Regions from separate parts of the Ovis aries genome. Here region 1 is linked to region 2. A link is a contact called in public Hi-C data. All regions are on one chromosome and are shown on one strand. Each heading gives the region's core, a stretch centred on a gene start, on an enhancer-like site or on the middle of the called end of the contact. The rest is flanking DNA. Distances are from core to core; before and after follow the strand shown. Region 1 overlaps SLC12A8 (solute carrier family 12 member 8). Region 2 holds the start of HEG1 (heart development protein with EGF like domains 1).

Evidence for each region. Hi-C and Micro-C count contacts between places; a contact is called where the count stands out from the background.
Region 1: a Hi-C map of tail adipose tissue shows a contact between it and region 2, with 3 times the contacts expected there. The contact joins the enhancer-like site here to the promoter of HEG1 in region 2. A contact is called at or near these places in 3 of 16 Hi-C or Micro-C datasets (muscle, omental adipose tissue and tail adipose tissue).

What each region holds. Positions count from the first base shown.
Region 1 is chr1:190,460,033-190,464,570 of ARS-UI_Ramb_v3.0, forward strand. The region is part of intron 5 of SLC12A8 (solute carrier family 12 member 8); the gene reads right to left. Among named protein-coding and RNA genes, the nearest start is that of SLC12A8, 59 kb to the right of the region's middle. Within about 2 kb of position 2,944, at least 9 of the 54 cell types and tissues checked have an H3K27ac peak or open chromatin away from gene starts, as enhancers often do. A contact at or near this core is called in tail adipose tissue, where this site is marked.
Region 2 is chr1:190,346,675-190,351,490 of ARS-UI_Ramb_v3.0, forward strand. It overlaps HEG1 (heart development protein with EGF like domains 1), which reads right to left and starts at 2,830. Exons shown (of 17, transcript XM_060404378.1): 1 at 2,438-2,830. The coding sequence starts at 2,714.

The DNA.
Region 1 (4,538 bases), core at 1,694-4,193, 110 kb after region 2:
TGTGTAACATGACACCTGTGTGCTTTTCCAAAAAAAATTTTTTTTAAGCCTTTAAGGGACACAGAACTCTTATTACCAGAGGCTGAGGTGTCCTTCCAGCAGGCAGGCCAGCAGGCATTCGTAGACACAACTGGCCCTGTGGATTCACAGCAGATAAGACCTGCACTTTGATTTTACTAGTAATTTGTCCACACATTTTCATCAAGTATTTAATGTTGACCTAAGCAAGCATCTCCACTCACTGCAAACAAAAAAATCCAAGAGGAAAACTTTCAAAGCCACAGTTTCTCCTCGGCTGCAACCCTTCCTTCCTTCCTCCTTCCCAAGACGGTCTGACTGAACTTGAACCTGACCCCACCCTGGGCTGGGCTCTCCACGCAGGCATTGTGGTTCCTCCCGCCAGCTGCAGCCTGTGCAGACAGAATACCTGAGACCTCGGCCAAAACAGGAAGGCCGGCGCCTCTCTGAAGGGAGGCCTGGGGAGTATCCATCTCCCAGGCGACTGCAGATAAGAGATGAGGGGGCCGGGCTTGCCACACCTCCGGTTATGTCCCAATCAACCCATCTGACCCAGTCAACTCATCTGATTAATTGTTCATTCATTCACGCAACACATGAATTGAGTACCACTGGTTTAAAGCCCTGAACTAGGGCTTGGGTACAAAGGTGATTGAAATGAACCCCTATCTCAGGGGCCCCCGTGCTCTGACAGCCACTAAGGTGCCTGGCAACTTGCATGCCTCTGGGGCCCCCAGGGAAGCCTCTGCAATCCCAGAGTAGATCCCTCAGCAGGGTCCCTGAGGCAGTGGAGGGCTTGAGTAGGAGAACGGGCAGATGATCACCGGCCCAGCCCTCTCCTGTGTCTCACCTCTCCCTTAGCACAGAGGGGGCCTGCAGATGCAGGTACACCTTCCAGTCACAAGAACACATCTTGTCACAGACTAATGGCAGGCTGGCTGTGGTGAATAAACTTTTCAAGACTAAATCACCAACACCGCCCAATTCTGGATCCTCCAAAAGCCTGCTCAGTACCAGTCTGCAATGAAGCATGTCTTTAACTAGACAGTAACTGGCTTCTATCTACAATGGCAGAATCTTGTGTTTTACAGAGGGGGTATTAGGGCAGTAAAAAGGACCCCAGACTGGGCCAGGAAACCCCCATATAGTAATTCATTCCAAGATCCAGCCATGAATAGAGGTAGAGGGGAGGAGGAAAGGGGATTAGAGGAGGAAACAAGAAAATGAGGGAGGGAAAAAAGGAGTCAGAAAGAGATGGTGGTGTGATGGGGGGGTGGTGGATAGCAGGAGAAATCTAAAGAGGCTTAAAATGCTACTCGCTGCTTCGCATTCTCTTAATGTCCATCAATTCCAGTAGATGGTTTGATGCTCCCAGCTGGGGTCCTGTGGACCTCATACATTTCTGAAGTAACACAACTTCCCAAGAAATCACCTAAGAAAGTGACTGAAGTCCCCACCCATGCTCGGGTCAGGCTGTCTGAGGCTGACAATGTGGAGGGCAGAGGAATGAACATCCTGGCTCCCAGACTGGCCTCACCCAGTGCTCTCCAGGAAGAAGGGTGGTGCCTGAGGACCAGAGGGGAGTGTCCAGCTATGTAGGGAGCAGCCCCCAGCCCTGACCCACACCAGGCCCTGCCTTGAATTCGGTCCTGGTCAGCTAGCTTGTCTCCTGTCTCTGTCCCTGGTGGCCTTTGGGAACCACATTTTAGCTGCTGCAGCACCTGGTTCCAGCTTCTGATCTTGCCTCACAGTCCTCCACCTCATCTCCTGCTCCCCCAGCAAGCTCTGAGCCCTCATAAAGGCCCAAGTGGGCTCACAGAGGCTGGCAGGGCCTCAGAACCCCTTGATCCACAGGAGAAGGGGAGCAGTAGAGAATTCTTGGTGGAAGAGAACATTCCTACCACTTTCCTCCCAGGCTATGCCCAGAAAAGCACCATGGAGCAGCACTTTGGAGCCCAAGCTCAGAGTTCAAAGCTTAGCTGAGCCACTGACTTTGCAGCCTCAGTAAAGCTGCACAACCTCTCAGGACTTTAACTTCCTCATCTATAAAATGGGGATCACCATCTGACCCAAAGCACTAGGCTGTTTCAAGAATAAAATAAAATATATGTGAAGTGTCTGACCCAGAGCTGGTGCTCATTACCTCCATACACACAAACAAGCAGGTTCTGCCACATAAGCGCTGGTCAAGGGAGACACAGAGGAAGGAGGGACAAGTCCTTGTTCTGGGGCTAAGAGCTCCTGTCCCTGCCCTGAGCCCATTCCCAGAGCAGTGAGATCGTCAGACCAGTCTCCAGGATTCTGCCACCCTGAGCAAGTGAGGTCTTGGCCCGTCACATTTGGTTTTTATTTCACTGAGAACAGAGCCGAGCCTACATGAGCAGGGTTCTCAACCCTGGCTACATGTGGGATCATCCGGAACACTTGAAAATACACACCAACGGCCCGTCCCAGCTGTGCTGATCCACTTGGTCAGGGATCCACTTGGGGCCAGGGATTCTTCTTTTTCTCCCCACGAGGATCTCCCAGTGTTTCTAATGTGCAGGCAGGGTCGAGAACCCCAGGGACAGAGGCTGGGAAACTCATTTAAAGAACTCATCAACAGGGCTGAGAAGACATTGTTCTCTCAGCTGGACCAGGAAGGGGGCTGGGTACTGAGGCCTGAGTTCTTGGAAATTGTTTCACCTCTCTGGGCCACTGTCCCTGCATCTGTGAGATGGAAAAAACAACCCTGCCCAGCCTCCCCTACAGGGTTACCTGTGAGGGTCACGCGATATGGTGTGTGTACTGCGCCACCTCTTAAGTGAGACACCAGGACCTCACAAACCACTTGACATCAGGTTTCCTCCTGGTCCCTCCGTAAGCAGAGAGTAAAGGCTGAGGGAGCCGCCCTGGGACAGGGCTCCCCAGAGCGGACAGCCAGAATCACGACTCCACACAGAGGCCATCCTGGGTACTGCAAGGCCCTTCCAGGCAGCCCTTCCTCCCCAGGGCAGGAAAACCCTTCCGCTTCCCAGCAAGGGCACGAAGCCCTGCGGAGGGAGAGGAGCCCGCCAGGAAGTCGGGAGGGGAGGACGATGCAACAGGGTCATGGGGGCAGCTGGGCAACTGTCTTCATCTCAAGAGGAGAATGGGGGCCCAGGGAAAGGGGGGCCCTGCGCTGAAGTTCCAGGGTAAGGGTGTCCCCACACGGGCTTTCATCACTGCAGGAGGGCTAAGAGGCTGCAGTATGGTGTCACTATCTCACACTCAGCGTACTTGTTCCTGCACACTTACTCAATGTCTACTACCTGCCAGGACCTTAAGACCACCCAGGAAGACCCCAAAGCTCTCTTCGGTAGCCACAAGTCCAAGCCAACAGTGAGTTCCAGAGAACCGCAGAGGCATGGGTGTGCTCATTACACCCTGAGTGGAACAGGGAACAGTCACCTGAAGAGTTTCTGGGGTGAATTCTTAAGGAAAGAATATACATCTTTAGCCTACTCACTTTGTATGTTTGGAATTTTGTCAGAGTTTTTTTTTTTTTTTTTTTTTTTTTTAATCCCAAACAGCGAAAATTGTCTCTTCTGGTGAAATTAATTTCCATCTTAACAAATACAGCTCTGTTGGCTTCAAAATCAGCACGCCCTCCCCAAACAACTTCCACCCATCCCAGAGCTTCACCTACGCGTCCGCACCGCTTATGACTGGATCGCCAGATCTTCACTCACCTCTTACATTCCCACACCCCTCACCGCCCCCGCCGCGCCCCCCAACCCCCACCCCGGCCCTGCTCCTGCCAGATCCCGTGCAGGACACTAGTCAGCCAGCCCAGCCAGCCCGGGGGTCAGCCTTGTCTCTTCCGCCTGCACCGCCTCTCACCATCTCGATGATGAGATGCCTCTCACCATCTCTCCTTCACCGGCCCCTCCCCCACAGCAGAGGGCTGCATCACCATTACTTTTCTGGGTTACCAACAACAGCCTCTCAAATCGGGTTTCTGCCTCCATTCTGCACCCCTGTCTCAAGCCACTGGTCTTCTAAAATATAACAATACTATCACATTTCCCAGAGTCTCAAGGAAAGCCCAAGTCCCTTGGCGCAGCAGACAAGGCCTTTGGTGAGCCGGCACTGCCTGTTCCCCACCACCCCCAACCCCAGGCACCCTCGCTGTATACTCTCTTGGGTCTTTGTATAAGCTTCCCTCCCTGTAAGATTTCTTTCCTTCTCTTCTTCTAAACCCTGTATTCCTGCAACAATCAGCTCAGGGGGAATCTCTTTTCCTGACTCTCAGGCTGGGTTGAGAGCCCACCACAACCCCAGGTTCCCTGTGTAAACCCCTGTCATGGTACTTTCCACAACCTAGTAACGGCTTACTTGTCTGCGTCTCTGGTGACACTGTGAGCAATTAAAATGAATGAAATGGTAAATGTCATAACACAGATAAATCTCACAAATACCTTGGGTGAAAAAAGCCAACTGCAAAATAACTCATTCATCCACAATTATTTATCAGGTGAAAGGATCCATGCAGTATGATT
Region 2 (4,816 bases), core at 1,580-4,079:
GTGGACCACAGGGCCTCGAGAGGCCCTTCCAGCATTGAGACGTGGCTGCCTTGGAAATAACTGATTGTACCTTGTGATACACAGGGGCCGACCAAAAAACGTCCAAAGAAAATCTCAGAGGTTACTAGGAAACTCAAACTCACTGAACATCACTTGATGCAAATTTCTTGTTCATTGTTTCTTTTTTCCCTCTAAGTGACATTGTCTGAGCCACCACCAGAGAAGAAGCACAAGTCCTGCCTGAATCCTCAGCTGCATCAGTAGCTTCTATTAGTTTTCAACAGGTAATCAATTTCCTCTCTTCTACTCTCACCTTCCTTACATTCCACCTGAGAGCCAGCCTGAGCTCAACTGAAGCACAGACACTCCTCGGGTGGTCTCTGTGGAGGGGTGGGAGGAACAGGGGAGATCCTCTCAGGTCAGAGAAGTTTGAGATGCCCCCAGCTCCTGCCTAGCTGCTCTCTGTGGCTCTCATGTGCGTGCCTCTAGAGCCACCACGCACCTGAAACCTCCTTTGCTCTCACCTCCCCAAAGGAATCTTTGCAACTGGAGAGGCTGCAAAGTCAAGACTAGCAGAGTTACCCGCCACGCCTGTGAGGAAGCATGGATCATCTACGGTGGCAGGGGTCCCTGACCAGCAAGGGAGATCAGCCCCAGCTCTCACCTGCTGAGTCCCCTAAGCCAGCTGCCTCCACTGTCCCTCTCTTATAACATCGAGCTCTGTGTGATATGTGAGGATTCTCAGCCACAAGAGAAGGAAGGAGACTTCTGTACCAGTCTCATCCATTCAGGTCCCTCGCAAGTCAGCATCCCTCCCACCCATCCATGAACAAGACCCAGACCCTACAGCTAAGAAAGCCTGACTTCCAGCCATAGAAAGCTGCTTTCAGTTCCCGTACTCCACTTTCATTTAGAGGACTGATACATTTCTGCACAGTATTCTTGGTTACTTTCCTTGTGTGTGAAAACCAGGAAATGTTCTCTTTTATGTTCTTGATTCCTTTCCATGGAACTTAAAACAATGTGCACTGTAAGTCACCTAGAGTTGGAGTCACGGTGAGTATCTCTCCCAGGTCTCTGGAAGCTTCTTTCCCCTCGCTCTTCCCTTTACAGTTTCTCCATCTTGTGCCCGTGATGGAGAAGTTCACAAGGGCAAGGCATTTGCAATGATGAGAGTACTAATGAATGTGAAATTGAGTTTTTACTTGAGGATTTGATTTTTTTTAAGCCTTTTGCTTATTTAGTTAGAGGAAGCATTCCTAGGTGCAATGAAGTAAGCTAACTCCTATCCCAGGAAGTTTGTGTGATATGAGAGACTTAAATGAAGTATCCACTAGGAAGATGAAACCTGTCTTCAGCCTTCACCTAAACTCTAAGACAGTATCTAGTGCTCCAAGTGACCTGGCTTCTCTGGGTAACCCAGGAGAACAGATGCCTTGTGTCACTCATGGGAAGGCAGTGGTTTAATACCACTGCATTGCTGGCTTTGTTCAAAGCACTTTCCACTTAATTTTACTTTCATTTTGTCCCATCATCACCAAGAGGCTGGGAAGAGCGAGAGTCATTACTTCCATTTCACAGATGGAGAGACCGAGATCAAAAGAGGTGACATTCCCGGGGTCACAATGGTACTATGGTTGGAATTCCACTTGGCCCTTAGCATGTCTTCCAGACCCAAAGAAGGAACTGGATACAAAGGTCTGGAGGACAGCAGGCAGATCCCTCTCTGAGTGGACCGGCGGTGGCCGTGTATGGAGCCGCAGCTCATCAGGAAAAGAAAAGGGAGGAAAGGCTGGGGGACAGTCCTGTGTTGGGGTCTGCCCTACAGGGCTTCACCCTGGAACCCCTACCTCCACACAGTCCCTGGATCTCTCTGCTTTGCAGAGAGCCAGTGGAGTGTTTGGTTTCCAACTACATCCTTTGTCTTTTACAAATATCCTTAGGGCTAGAACCCTTTTTTAAAAACTCAGTTATTTAAATTCGAAAGTCAGACTCTGTACCGAGAGAGGCCTATTTCTGTAACCATAGGAAAAAAAAAAAAAAATGGAATTGGGGAATGGGCTGGCCGGATGTTATCACCTCCGAAGTGGGAGAAGTGCTTTTTGTGAGGTTCGGGTTTTTCCTTTTATTTTTAAGGTGGGTGTATACAGGATCCCGGGTCCACCATGGGAGATAAGTTTTCTTCCAAGGGGGTGGGGGGACAACAGGATGGCCACACACCCCCAGGCCAGCCTCCCGCGAAAGCGTCTAGGAAACCACTCTTCCTGGCTCGCTGCCCTCCCTCCGGGTCCACCCGCAGAGTCCCGGCGCGCCCGGCCAAGCGGAGCCCCCCCGGGGGGGAGCGTCGCCCGGGCCTAGGGCGCGGGGATGCGGCCCCGGGCGCGCCCACGCCCCCAGCCCGAGGCTCGCGCGGCGCTCGTCCCCCGCTCTCACTCACCCGCGCTCCCGCCGTGGGGGGCCCGGCTCGAGGGTCCCGGCCGCCTCGCGGCGCCCGGCGCAGGGGCGGTCTGGCGGTGGCCGGGGGATGCGGGCCCGCGGCGCTCCGGGGGCGGCGTGGGCGACGGCGGCAGCTTGCGACCCGGGCTGGACTCGGTCGGCCACGCCGGCCCCGCGCCTGCCGGGGAGGGCGGCTGGCCCCGCGTCCCGGGGGCGGCCGGCGGCGGCAGCAGCAGCGGCAGCAGCAGCAGCAGCAGCAGGAGCGGCGGCGAGGCCATGGTGGCGGCGCCCGCCCGCGCTCACATGCCCGGCGCGCGGGGCGGGCGCGGGGCGGCCGCGGGTGCGAGGGACGCGGGCGGCGGGTGCCGCGCGGGGCCGGGGAAGTGAGCGAAGTGAGGCTGCGAGCGCGGTCCCCGCCTCAAAAGTTGTGGGGAGCCGGGGGAGGGAGGCCGGGGGCCGGGCGGGCGCGGCGGAGGCGGCCTCGGCGCCGCTCCATGCTGATTAGCCCGGGCGGGTCGCGGGGCGGGCGGCTCCTCCTCGGGTTGACATCACCGACCGAGCGCGGCCGGGCCGGCCGGGGCGGGGAGAGGGCAGGAAGGGGGCGGGGGCCGGGCCGCGAGCGCCGGCCTGGGACCGCGGGGGGAGGTCCTCGGAAAGGGCAACCTTCGGCGCGCGCGCACACACACACACACACACGGACACGCACACACAAACACACATATGCACACACGCCCTCCCTTCCCCAATTAGAATTGCCTTGCCAAGTGCAGAAAATTTAGAAAACCCGAGTCTTCCAAATCCGGAACCAGAATTTCCCAACTCCTTAAATGCACAATCAATCGGTGAGAAGCAGGTATGGGTAATGTGATTAGCACTAACTAGATCCTACAAAGTGCTTTGATATGCAGAGCAGTGGAACCTGTGGCCCTGTTCCCACCCTCATTAATCTGAAGTGTCCCCACCACCCACCACCACTTCTCCTCCAGGCCCCCAGGGCAGGGGCTGAGTTGGCGGTGGCCAAGCCTTAACACCTCACCCTTCAGCCAACTGGAGAGTCATCCTACCCAGCTCCCCGCGCCCTCTCAAGCCTGGATTCCATCTCCACCCCACCACTGCCTTTGGCTCACATCAAAGTTCTGCAGAAATGTCATGGCCAGGACACCCAAACAGGCTGCAGGGAAAAGAAAACTGTGAATTCAGACAGGCCTAGGGCAAACTCTATCCAGAAAAGGGCTGTAGATCTCGCATTAAACAGAATAAAGCACAGGGATCCCTAAATTTAAAATGGATACCTTCAGGGGAAAGAGTCAAAGGTTTCATGCAAACAGACTTTCTTGATAAATAAAGGATAAAATGTCTGTAAAATTTTAAGACTAAGCCTCTGCATTTCTAGGTGAAGAAAGGCTCAAAATAAGAGAATAATTTGCTCAAGATTCTGAAGCTAGACCCAAAGATGAAGTGATTTATCTGTGAATGACCATGTGGCATCATTAATTCTGGTCCCACAATTTTGAATTTGCAATAATCCAGACAATGTCTCAACTGAAATGAATGCTGGAGCTCCTTGGGAGTCTCGTCAGTTCTACTGGGGACCCTGTCCGACCACCAGATGCTTGGGAAGCTATGAGTGTGGACTTCCCTCTCAGGCCTGTCTCCACCCTGATTCTCTGCTCCTTTCAGTGGCCGTCCCTGAGCCCCATGACCCACCTTGAGGGTAATGAGCAGATCTTGGTATCCAGGACAGCTACAGATGGACCCAGACCCACTCTCTGGTGATTCAGTCAAAGTGAGTCACTTGGTAGAAAACATGAAGGATGCTCTGTATATACAAGCTCACCTTAAACTGTGGAGTGAGAAGTTAACAACTTGGTTTTATTTTGTTTTTAAAGCACCACAAAACCAACCCAGCTTTCCAGGGCTCTCGCGTGGAATTACCAGGCCTTTCCAAGAAAGTGTCATACCATCACACTCCTATAGGAAACTTGGTTTGCCCTCCTGGCCCCAGTTCAACTTCTTGGATCCTGCTCTCATAGTAACAGGCTGCCCAGAGTTCTGATATAACCAGTTGCCCAGAGGCAGCCAGACAAACCCCAACAAGCCAAGACACTATGAGTTTCAGAGGTTCTGGTCACTGCCATTCCCTTCCTTCCTCGGAGAACATTCCACATAACCCAGTTGCCCTGCTGGGGAACCAGTGACATGTAAGGACTTAATGACTCTCAGGCTTCAGAGAGGATTCAGAGAGGTCTTCACCATCAAAGCCTGGGGCCCAAACATGCACCTGTCACACATGCCTCCCCTTTAGGCACAGATTCACCATCTCTGATCTTCTCTCCACTTTCTAGGAGAAGGACCTATTTCAGGTCAGCTGGGTAAGGCT